Linked DNA regions of Mus musculus: region 2 is linked to region 1. The links are chromatin contacts, called in public promoter capture Hi-C maps. All regions are on one chromosome and are shown on one strand. The core of a region is the stretch at or near the end of the contact, and the rest is flanking DNA. Distances in the headings are between cores, read along the strand shown. Region 1 holds the start of Tmem176a (transmembrane protein 176A). Region 2 overlaps Stk31 (serine threonine kinase 31).

Region 1 (5,761 bases), core at 823-3,322:
AAGTCTGACAAATGTCTATCTTCATCCAAACACAGCTACAATCAAGGCATAGGAATGTGTGTATTGTAAAAAGTTCCCTCCATGTGTGGTGGCACACACCTTTAAACACAACACCCTGGAGGCAGAGGCAGGTAGATTTCTGTGAGTTGGAGGATAGCCTGGACTACATAGCAAGTTCTGGGTCAGCCAGGTATACACAATGAGATCCTGTCTGAAAAATAAAAATAACGATTCCCCAGGACTCTCCCCACATAAAGCCTCTTCCCTGGCTCTCCAGCTTGGTTCTCTCACCGTTTCAGTGGCTGGCTGGCTATTTGTTTTGAAAGGCATTTTTTAGTTTATGCTTTTGTGAGTTCCTCCTCCTCACATGTCCTGATTTTTTTCATAGAAGTTCTTTTATATCTGAAAATTACGACCGGCAATATGCACCCCTAGTCACACACCCACATGAACAGGCATGTTTAAATTACAAACATGCAGTAATTTTAAAAAAGATGTTGATCTTTGGACTGTATATCATAATTTGGTAGATACAGAGGCAAGGACCTATGGTGCTGGTCCAGGTATTAATTTCTGAAAAACAGTTTCTACTGTGGTCTGTGGTATATATTACTTTTCTCCCACTGAATAAAACCACTGTTCCGAGTTTCCATAGGGCCTCAGGCAGGCCCATGAGGTCTTCATATTCTGCCTGATTACTTCCTCAGCGTGGCCTCCATTCTAATCAGCACAGAGCTTAACACAGCTTCCCACTGTCTCCTGTTATGGGCTTATAACAACCATTTAGCCCCTCTGATGGCTTGCCTCTGTCCAAAAGAAGTTCTGCCCAGTGGCTCTCCTGGGCAGTCTGGTTAAGCATCAGTTCTGACTGGATATTGACGGCCACTCCAGTCACTTCCCTTTGCATCCCTTCATGTTCTCCCCCACGCCACGGAGCACCTTCCACTCACCCGTGCACCTCAGAGCCGAAAGCACAGGAGTCTGACAACTTTTCAGGAGGGACGAAGAGAAACACAAATGAAGGCCTCAGGTTCACACCTTCCCTTGAGGTTCCAGGAATAAAGTCTCAGTTGTCTGGGTGCTGGCCCCCTCTAGACCCCCAGTGCTATCCCTGCCCTGGCCACCCAGAATCCCTCTGCTTCCTCTGCAGAGCAGGAACTAAAGCCCTAGGCACCAAGAAGCCTCTCACCACTTCTGGCACCGCTCCAGATAGTGGCTCTCTGATATCCCTCCTCCCAGTGTTCAGAAACAAAGAAAAAGAACACCCCGTGTCCCCACAGCTGTCCCACCTCTGCGTGGTCTCAAAGGCCCTGCTCTTAGAACGCAGGCGTGAGGCACTGATAACTATGGAAGGTAAAGCCAGACTCTGACCTCCCCAGCCTCAGCCCTGTTTCCAGAGTCACATCCTCTGTCCAACACATCCCTCCCTCCCCAGAGTCCTACAGGAAAGCAGAGATAGAAGGAAGGAGAAGCATCCTGAGCCAAGATGGAGCTTGAGGAGTAGACTTGGAGACTCTTCCAGAGAAGAAGGAACCCTATGCTTCAAAAGGGGGCTACCAAGGGGCCGTGAAGGGTCCTGTCTCACCTGCTGTCCTCTGCGATGGGTGGGGCTGGAACTGAGAGGTCTGGGAGGAGCTGGCTTAAAGCTGACCCCAGAGAGAGGAGAGCAAGAAGGGGGTGGAGGGATGGGGCCTGACATGGAGTCTCTCAGTTTGCCAGCAAGTAGCTGACAGGAAAGGGCCCCACTTGAGGGGGGTCCATCAGGAGTAGATGATCAGGCCTGCTGGAGCAGGGATACAGGTGACACAGATACACTCATACACCCAAGGTGGCACAGGCCAGCACCTGCTCAGAAAGCTCTATCCCTGACTGGGAGAGAGAGCACTGTGCAATCAAAGGATTCCACAGGAACAATCAGTGCCAACCCCAGCTCTTACCTCGCCCACCTTCTCCAGCTCTCCAGTGCCCAGTGAGGAGCTGCCTGCTGGAAAACCCCTAAAGGGGCCCTCAGTCCCAGCTGCCTGCCAGGAAGTGTTGAGGTCTGCCCATTCCCCCTCCCCTTCTGGCTCCCACCCAGGTTCTTCCTCCTGCCAGGGCTGAAGTTCTCAACTACTGCCAGCGCCTCTGTGTGAGCTCTGGCCTTCCCTGCTGCACACTTCCCCGGTCCCAGAGGAATCAGGTAAGACAGCCCACCATCACTTTAGCATAGCTCGTTTCCCAGTCCATCCAGATCCATCCAGTCTGACGCCCTGCGAGCTTGCTAGGGGAGTGGACACACTGGGGTGTGCCTCCAGGGACAGGTATGGCCTCCATCTCTACCACTCAATTCTGTGGGGACAGGGTCAGTCAGTGCTTGTCGTTCATCCAAGGAGATGGTGGCGTCTGGGTGAGGTGGTCCCTGGGACCCTGGTAGGGAAGAGATAATTGCAACAGAAGCTTATGGGGCAGTTAGAGGGGGACACTGTTTAAGGGGCTTGGCCTCTGACCTGGATTCAGAAAATGCTGGGGAGAAGAGATCCAATCAGAGGTTGGGTGAAGAGATAGGTTGTGTGCGTTCTGCTTGATCCAAACATCAGGCTCCTGAAGACCATGGCAGTGGGGCACAAAGCAAATGTGGGGTGAAGCGGGTACTCCAGCATCAGGCTTCCCTGACAGACAACCCTCCAAAAGAGCTGAAGATACAGCTCCACAGCCAGGGGCAGCCATTCTGTGTCTCTGTTAGCCCCCAACTCCAAGCCGCCTCTGAAACATCTGCCAAATATTTCTTCCTGCTTTTCCTTTTCTCCCTCACAGACGATGTCCACAGACATGGAGACTGCAGTCGTCGGCAAGGTGGACCCTGAGGCTCCACAACCCACCCACATTGATGTGCACATCCACCAGGAGTCTGCTCTGGCCAAACTTCTGCTGGCCGGATGCTCATTGCTAAGGATTCCAGCATCCGCTTCCACCCAGAGCCAGGGCAGCAGCAGAGTGCTGGTGGCCTCCTGGGTGAGAGTAGCTACGTGCTTGATGGGCCCAGGGAGGGACCCTCATTTGGGCCATATTTTCCTCTGGCCTCCTCTATACATCTGTCCTCCTAAGACATTGAGTTGATTTTGTCTGTGTGTACAGACAGTTGCAGCTAACAGGTAGCCCTGCTGCTGGAGAGCTGTGTTTCAAGTCCTCTCTCTTCCAGGTGGTGCAGACTGTGCTGGGGGCTCTGAGTGTGGTTCTGGGTGGAACCCTCTACATAGGCCATTATTTAGCCATGTATTCCGAAGGCGCCCCCTTCTGGACTGGGATCGTGGTGAGTGTGGCATCATGAAGGTCCAGGGCTGTCTGAGAGCACAGGGATGGCGGTCCCTTTGCTTCCCTTCCACCACCACCATTGATGTGGCACCCCAGAGTATGTAGCCAAACAAGACCTGAATTAAGTAAGCCAGTCTGGTGCTTGTGTACATGACAAATGATGAAATGGTCGCCTGTGCAGCTGCAGGTCAGCTTTGTCTCTTGTCCCATGCTTCTCCCAGCAGGCTGACAGAAGCTCCTTGCCATCAGTAGTCATCAACAGTTAAGGCTCTCAGGGCTTATCTACCTCTAATGCCTGCCTCAAGACAGGGAAAGCGGAGTGCATCAGGCAGGAAGCATTGTCTTCTGGCTCTCTTACTTCCTTATGCTCATCCTATGGGGATCCAGGGATGAATTTTGTCAGAAGAGTGCTATTGTATTTAACGACAGCTGGTTAGGTTGAGCTGGTTATGTCATAGGTACAAAGGACTTTCTGATAGACCCACACTTTCAGAACAGCAAAACATATGTATTGAGAGGAGAGATTAAAGTAACCATGCTAATCCATCCAATGGCAGGATTATATGGACTGGTTATAGAATAATCAAATAGGATCAGGACCCATCTGCCCACCGAACTGCGTCAGACTCCCCGTTCTTCTATCCTAGTTAGATGGACCCAACGGCTGCTAAGACAAGTGTCTGGACCCAAGGCTGCCTAAAGTCACATTCTGCATCCCCAGCTTTTCCAACAGTATGGGACTCTGACCTACAAGATCTCTGGTCCCTGGAACGTTCTTGAAGAATTTAGTGTGACTTTAAAAGAAGGTGGTTGGGATGGATAGGAAGGTTCCCACCTGACTCAACCGTGTACACTTAGGTGTCAATAAAACAGTGCCCTACAGCCTCACAACTGTGCTCCAAGCTCATTGTCCCACACAGTTACTCCACCATAGACAACAGAACATAGCAGAACATCTGAGATGCAGAGGAAATGCTCTAGGCCATGTGGCTGGCACTACAGATGGCAAACACAGAGGAAATGAGGCGGGGGATTAACAGACACTTGTCCTATACTGATTCTTTTGGTTCAATCACTCCTTAGGCTATGCTGGCTGGAGCTGTTGCCTTCCTTCACAAGAAACGGGGTGGTACCTGCTGGGTAAGTTTAGGACCAGGCAGGACCCAGGCTCTGCCTCAAGGCTATGCTAGACCTCCTGCCCCATCACACACAGGCTGGCTAAAACTGAATCTTTGAGGTCTCTCTTCTGCTCTACCTAGGCCCTGATGAGGACCCTTCTTGTGCTGGCAAGTTTCTGCACCGCTGTGGCTGCCATCGTTATTGGGTCTCGTGAGTTGAATTTTTACTGGTATTTTCTCGGAGATGATGTCTGTCAAAGAGACTCTTCATATGGATGGTCCACCATGCCTAGAACCACTCCAGTTCCCGAAGAAGCTGATAGGATTGCCTTGTGCATATACTACACAAGCATGCTAAAGGTAAGCGGCCATGGAGAAGAACAAGTACAGATAGTGGCAGGGAGACTAAGATGGCCAGTGGGAGAAGGCACTCCATCAGCAGTAGGTCCCTCTCCTCCTAGTCTTGGTGATTGTTTCTAAAGATACAGGAGTGAGTAAACAAATCAGAAACTGTTCCCACTGCTGTGGGAATCACATACTGTTGGGAAAGAAACACTATGAGCCACAAACCATGGGTGGCCCAGGGTTGCAAACATGGCAAGGGTTACCAACATGGTAAATGTGTGTCCATTCTGGAGCAATCTCTCACGTCACAGCTCAGGCTGCTGAGGAGAGTGGGAAAGGTTTCTGGTGAGTTCTACCCTCTATATCCATGACCCCTCCCCATTCCAGAAGCTGTAGACTTGGAGGTGATGGTTAGAAAGTGACCCAGATCAGGAGACAGAATGGAGAGGGGTGGGAGTGTGGCCGTCACTCCAGCACGCTTGTCTTTTGCCCTGTGTTCTCAGACCCTGCTCATGAGCCTCCAAGCTATGCTCTTGGGTATCTGGGTGCTGCTGCTCCTGGCTTCTCTCACCCCTGTATGTGTCTACATCTGGAAAAGATTTTTCACAAAGGCGGTGAGTCCCTCTGTTGGTATGTTTGGGGCAGTGGCGCTGTATAGATGAGACATGATGCTTAGGGAAGAAGGGAGTTCATTATGTGAGTCCCAGAAAGAATCATGTCTTTCTGTCCTATCCAATACAGTCTCTGTTTCCAACCAATGTTCCTATCCAAAGAAGCCAGGGAAGGCCACATCCATCCTAGACCTGTGGCGCTTTTAGTCACAGGTCCTATGTTGCTGAGACTGGTTCTAGCTGGCTCCAGAATTACCTGGCCTAGAGCACAGAACCTGTTTCCCTTTCTCTTCCTGTCACTAACATCTCACCTTGGCTTCTTCCTTAGGAAACAGAGGAGAAGAAACTGCTGGGTGCAGCTGTGATCTAGCCTTTCCTCTTGCTCCGGGCGTCCCT
Region 2 (6,097 bases), core at 1,893-4,392, 570 kb after region 1:
GAATGTGAATAGTTTCTTCTGTAAAAATTTAAAAGGATTGTCTTTTATATGATGAAAAAATTCTGTTGACATTTGTCTTTGTGAATGTATTGGTTTGTTTTGTTTTAGAATACTGGGGATTAAATCTTGAGCACCCCTCAGTGGTCTTTAACCCTGTCCATAAATATCAGTAGTTTGAAATTATTAGTATTACAAGTAATCAGATTTATATTTTAGGCAATATGATAGTTTTAATATAGCTGGACACAAACTAGAATAACCTGGGAAGAGAGTCTCAATTGAGGACAATTATCTAGATCAAGTTGACCTGTGGACATTTGAGAGCTTGTTTTGATTGCTAGTTGATGTGGAGAGGCTCAGACCGTACTTGTGGGCAGTACCATTCCCTGGTAGGGTATCTTAAGTGAGATAACTAGATGAGAGGAATAAGGAATAAGCGTGGGTATATTCATTTCTCTCTACTTTATTTATTTATTTATTTTTTCGAGACAGGGTTTCTCTGTATAGCCCTGGCTGTCCTGGAACTCACTTTGTAGACCAGGCTGGCCTCGAACTCAGAAATCCTCCTGCCTCTGCCTCCTGAGTGCTGGGATTAAAGGTGTGCGCCACCACACCCGGCTTTCTCTCTACTTTTAAGCAAGGAAGTGGGTATTGCTGGCTGTTTCAGCTTCTGTGACTTCCCTACAGTGTTGAATACAATGTGGAATTGTAAGGCAAATAAACTTTTTTCCCCTTTTGTTTGTTGTGTGACAAAACTTTTCTGGGGAGACACACACACGTCTATTCACGACAGATAGGGAGGGATCCCATGACAGACCAAAGTGCGAATATCACCAAAGTCCAAACTTGGTGAACCAAAGAGTTTTATTAGGTTACTTACAAGAGCAGAAATGAGTCACCAAGCTCAAAGGCTTGATTACCAAAGCCTACCCAGTGTGGGTGACAGCTCACAAAGCTGGGAACTTGGAGTGCCCTGCACACCCTGCAGGCAGCTCAGCTGCTTTCTCAGAGAATATCCTTTCCAGGTGCCTTTGGTCTAAACCTCTTTGAGTGAGCTGGGCTGGATTTTGCTTCCTCAGGAGCTATTTTGGTATCAAGGACTGTTTTTTAAAGCTTTTTTCCTCTGAGAGTCTTTTTTGTAGTTTGGCTTGTCTGAGTCTTTGTGGCAGCTCATCTCAGAGTCTTCTTGACAGTTCAGCTTCCTCTTCTGAGAGGGACTCTCAGCATTTATTGCTTACTCAGGCAAGGAGGGGCCTGATGAATCTAGTTAGTTTCAGAGATTTCCTGAAGCTATTTTGAGTTATTTACCTTTTTGCTTAAGGAGATTCCTACAGAATGGAAACTATTACACAATACTATATCCCTTCCTTTGACTCCTTTGTCCCCTCTTCAACAATGATTCCTGAGCGTTAAAAGGTTTGACTATAGATGTCTACTATAGGTCACCATGTCACAGTAACAATCACTTGATCTCAGGAGTTTTCTCAGGGGTTATGAGTTGAGGCTGATACATCTAAATACATGTGTTTAGATGAGAGTTTAACAGGCACATCATAACCATCTAGAAAAAACTTCTCCTGGCACTGGAGTTTTTATTTAATAACCTTATGGTCTCTGGAATGTCCTTTTTTACCCATGTAGGGTAACTTTTGGATTTTTTTTTTTTAATTAACCCACCCCAGTAGGGTTGTAAGGTAGGTAGAAGTATACTATATCTGATTGTTTCTCCAGTGACTTTACAAATTTGCAAAATACAGGTAAGCATTATGTTATCTATGTAACAAAACCTTTTCCAGTGAATGGGCAGGACAAGGCAACTTCCGGAACTACTATCTCATAACAGATCAGTGGGTTCCAAAGATAACCTTGGTGAAACACCTGAAAGTCAGTTGTCATCCATCCTCAGCAAGTGTCAGGTGAGCCTAGAAGTTCACAACTAAGATGATAACTAAGGTTGAAATGAGCAAGGTCTAATACAGCATGGAAAGGTTCCATCAATTTGCTTCCTCCAAAGATCAAGGTCAGGTACAAAGCATAGATAGGAGGTGCTAACTTAATTTGTTCTCTGTAATCCTTGGCGATTCTCTCTGAACTATTATGTTTACATGACCTGGAGCCTGTTCTGGGAGCCTCCCTCATTTCTCCACACCTGATCAACTCAGTGGATTTGACTTAGTCGGCTCAGACATACTCAAGGCCAAAGGTAAATGTGGCCCTGCTTTCCCGCTGCACCTCTGGCTCACTAGGTCAGAGTGACCCTGGGTTGGCACATGCCTCCAGCCTCCCATTCACCATCCCTGGCTGTCGGGGCAGTTCTAGCTGGGCGAACAGTCTACACCCCAGCTTTATCTTTTGCTGTGTCCCCTCCTTGGTCTGGGGGATCACCCACTCCTGGGACAGGCTTGTGTGCTTCATCTGTATTCTGTCAAGGATGTCTTCTCCTTAGGCAGATGCTCCTTAGCACACAATGCCTTTCTATCAGATTTTTCCTTAGCAACCCTAGCTCAACATAAATACTACTTCACCTAGAAGAACCTAGACAGGCCTCTTTTTCTGCTTAACCTTAAAAGAATATTTCTCCTTTAGCTTCTTTTATTTTTCAGATACTCTTTACATGTTGGTCTAAGTTACTGACATCTGCCATAGCCTTTCTTACTTTATAAAGATCTTGCTACACCAAAGGACTCAGCAAAGACACTAAAGCTTGATACTAGCCTTGAGGTCCCTTTGCTTAACTTCTCTGTGAACAGAGTTCTATCTGGGCCAGTGAACTGGGGTTCAAATATAGCCTCCCTATTCTTAGTTCCCTTAATAGTACCTTCCTCTTCTCTACGAACTTCCAGTTTTTGATATTTATGGAGACTTTGGATAGAGATAACTGTAGGCTACTTGAACCGGGTTCCTGAAAGGGAGGCTGGGGCTGCATGGGAGAAAATGGTGAGAGAAATAACGAGACCAAGACAAAGATACTGATCAAAGCCCAAAATTTACTTAAGAGTCTGAGCTTATAAAGTGGGGGGTGGGGTGGGGGGAACCCATCCCATCCCCCATCACACCAGGATCTCCTTTCATCTGGATAGAGTCAGGAGAACAGGTTCAGCATCTCAGCAGGTAGCTGCATCTTGGAGAAAATGGCAGAGGTGGCAGAACAATAGACCTATCTAGGTTGGAAGACTCCACCCTAGGTGGTCTTGTTCATAGAGGAGGAACAGGTCTGAGCCAGCCTGCTCAAGGCTGGGGGAGGCTACAATTCCTCCCTAATTATATAATAAAAATTAGCTGTACTGGGACTTAAAATTTACTTATGCTCCATGGTCCTGCCTGGGAATTATGGTGGCTGGCGGCCACGCATGTCTTAGGATTGTGGTCTTCAAATAACTTATTCTTATCCATCCTCGGGAGCATGTGCAGCTTGTTTGTGTTTATTTGCACAAACACAGCTCTGTGGTGTTGTTATGTACATATGTATATATAGACTATTAGTATATAAATTAAAGCTTGATTTTTCAACATTTTAAAACACTGGCTACAGCACACAATTTAATTATCTGTGCTGAAGCAGGAGGAAACTCAAAAGAATAAACATGTGATCCAATCACATATACTTTTCTCCCATAGAAGGGCTGTTTTTAAATACAGTAGATGTAGTCTTTATGGGATGCATGCATGCATAAATTTACAGAAAATACAAAAGCATGCATAGAAGCAATCTTTAACAACTTATCTTTTGGATAATAATTATCAGTTTTACCTAGAAAGTCTATGCAGTAGGCCAAATATCAATATTCTGCAATAACCAATTTAATTGCTGTTTGGAACAAAGAACAGATGCCTCGTCAGGTTTTTAAGACACATTTTTGTTGTTGTTGTTGTTGTTTTTCTAAAATTCCTTCATGATTTTATCTTACAATTCTTTATTAGCACCACAGCAATGTCATAATAGGATGTTAAAACTTTACTTGGAGATGAAGAAAGATGATTTTACATTAATGTTCTCTTTTGCCAAAGAATTGCTGTGGGCACACTGAGTAACAATAACTAAAATAAGCAGCTAATATTTGATTACCATTGATTAAAATTGATAACAATTAATTATAAAAGCTTCCTCTACTTTCTGCAAAGCCTTTTGTTTCTCACCAGTTAATTTGCCTCTCCGTTGATAACATCCAACAAAGGCTTAAGTCACCTTAAGGCATTAAGGTAAGGTCTTAGCCAATTAACATCTCCTGGAAGCTTTTGAAAATAATTTGAAGTAAGCAAATCATCTTTTCTTTCTTAAATTTTCTGTACCACAATCTTTCTAGGATAACTAAGACCCTAAATATTAAAAAGATATTGCCTTTGAATATTTTCTGGCTCATCAGCTACTCTCCAGAACTTTAAAGCTCATTGTGTGAGAGGAAAGAGTTGAAGTAATATATTCCATTTAAGAAACAATATACACTGAAGGATTCAAAGTCTTATCTTCTTATATTGAAGTAGAGACAGAAAAAAAATTTTTTTTCTTATATAACATAAGGCTACTAGCCATACCTAGAGGCAAAACTTTCCAATGATCACAAGCTCACTGGTAGCAAACCCTTTACAATGCAAAGGAAAAAACAACCTTCCAAATCTATAATAATTCTATATGTACTAGGCAAGCCAGATTGTAATGCCTCTATAAGCTCTACAGCCTCATTGACTTTTCATAAATCTAAAATTTAAACTTTATTTTGAATAATACCTGGATAGATCTGTAATAATGTTTTAGCTTAAAAATAATATTCCCCAGAGGCAAGGAGAGGTGAGGTCCCAAGAACTTCCCTAGGCAGGGTTTGCAAAACAGAAGAAATGCCACACAAGCCTCTCTGAAGCTCCCCTGAGCTTTGCATTAATTCAAATGTAATTATTTCTTAATCTGAGCATACTGCCTGAGTCCTGGCCCAAACAAAGATTATTCCTCTTGCAGTGAGGACAGATTCCAGAATTTTAAAGTTTCTTTTGCAATATTAGAATATAACTATAACTTTTGGAAAGCAAAACCCAATTTTAAACAATTTTTCTTAAAAATCAATACCAGAAACATCACTTTCACATTACAAAATTTGGCTGCCAATTTGTACATATGAATGCATGACAGTGCAAATTTTAATGATTTATTAAAGAGACATTGTTTTAAATCTTATCTCTTATAAGTCTACTTTCTAGGATAAAAATTACATAAAATATTATCCCAATTTAGAAGTATCCTTAGAGGTCTAGTTTCCTGGGCTGGTTTATGCCACGTGTGATTGTTTAAAATGACTCTAACCCTGAGTTACCAATTTTAAGCTAACTTTCTTGTTACCAATGTTACACCTTTTTAATCATACCCAATAACTTATAAGCCAATACTTTGACCAAGACATGCAGAGCATGTTTATTGTTAACAAGAATTAAGGTTCTCAACAGTAAAAGTTCCTGGTAAAATGAAGTCTTAAGATGCTTTCCAATCTCAAATACATTTTATTACACCTTTTCTCAGTGTGGTGTGTTGGTAATAATGAAAAGTTAGGAAGTAGCTAGTTTCTCATATGATGGTGCTGATAAATGGCCTCCTTAAAGTTCTGTTTAAGGGAGATTTGAATAAATGTTTCCTAGTGTTTCACATTTTGTAATTTAAATTTGGTGATTTAAAAAAAGATCCTGGTATTTTGTAATTGAAATTCTTTAACATTTATTTACTATATGTATATGTACATGTATGGGGAAGCATGTGGCATGGCATATGTGGAAATCAGAGGACTTGTGAGAATTGTTTTTCTCCTTTCACCATGTGGCTTCTGAAGATTAAATTTAGATTGCCCGATGTGGTAGCAAGCCCACTGAGCCATAATGTAGCATCTGTTTTGTGTTTTGAGATTCTACTTCTTTGTTCTTGTTTTAGTTTAAAATCAAAGTATCTGACTTTGCCTTTAAAATAATTATGTTTTGTTGAATTCCTTTTAGAGGTGCCAGAATTCTTTTTAAAACGATAGCTCCTTAGGACATCATCCCAGCCAGGCATGCTGGCAATCACACCTTTAATTCCAGCACTAGGGAGGCAGAGACAGGCAGGTATCAAGGCAGAGTTCAA

Evidence for each region. Promoter capture Hi-C pulls out the DNA fragments that hold promoters and counts their contacts.
Region 2: a promoter capture Hi-C map of embryonic stem cells shows a contact between it and region 1, with 2.6 times the contacts expected there. The contact joins the enhancer-like site here to the promoter of Tmem176a in region 1. A contact is called at or near these places in 5 of 39 promoter capture datasets (the 3T3-L1 cell line, cranial neural crest, embryonic stem cells and 2 more).

The regions. Positions count from the first base shown.
Region 1 is chr6:48,839,411-48,845,171 of GRCm38.p6, forward strand. It overlaps Tmem176a (transmembrane protein 176A), which reads left to right and starts at 2,073. Exons shown (of 7, transcript NM_025326.4): 1 at 2,073-2,179; 2 at 2,794-2,991; 3 at 3,179-3,289; 4 at 4,375-4,431; 5 at 4,551-4,769; 6 at 5,258-5,368; 7 at 5,694-5,761. The coding sequence starts at 2,797. The coding sequence ends at 5,735. It overlaps Tmem176b (transmembrane protein 176B), which reads right to left and starts at 1,964. Exons shown (of 7, transcript NM_001164207.1): 1 at 1,586-1,964.
Region 2 is chr6:49,410,084-49,416,180 of GRCm38.p6, forward strand. The region is part of intron 6 of Stk31 (serine threonine kinase 31); the gene reads left to right. Among named protein-coding and RNA genes, the nearest start is that of Stk31, 18 kb to the left of the region's middle. Within about 2 kb of position 3,143, at least 8 of the 459 cell types and tissues checked have an H3K27ac peak or open chromatin away from gene starts, as enhancers often do. A contact at or near this core is called in embryonic stem cells and stem cell-derived epiblast-like cells, where this site is marked.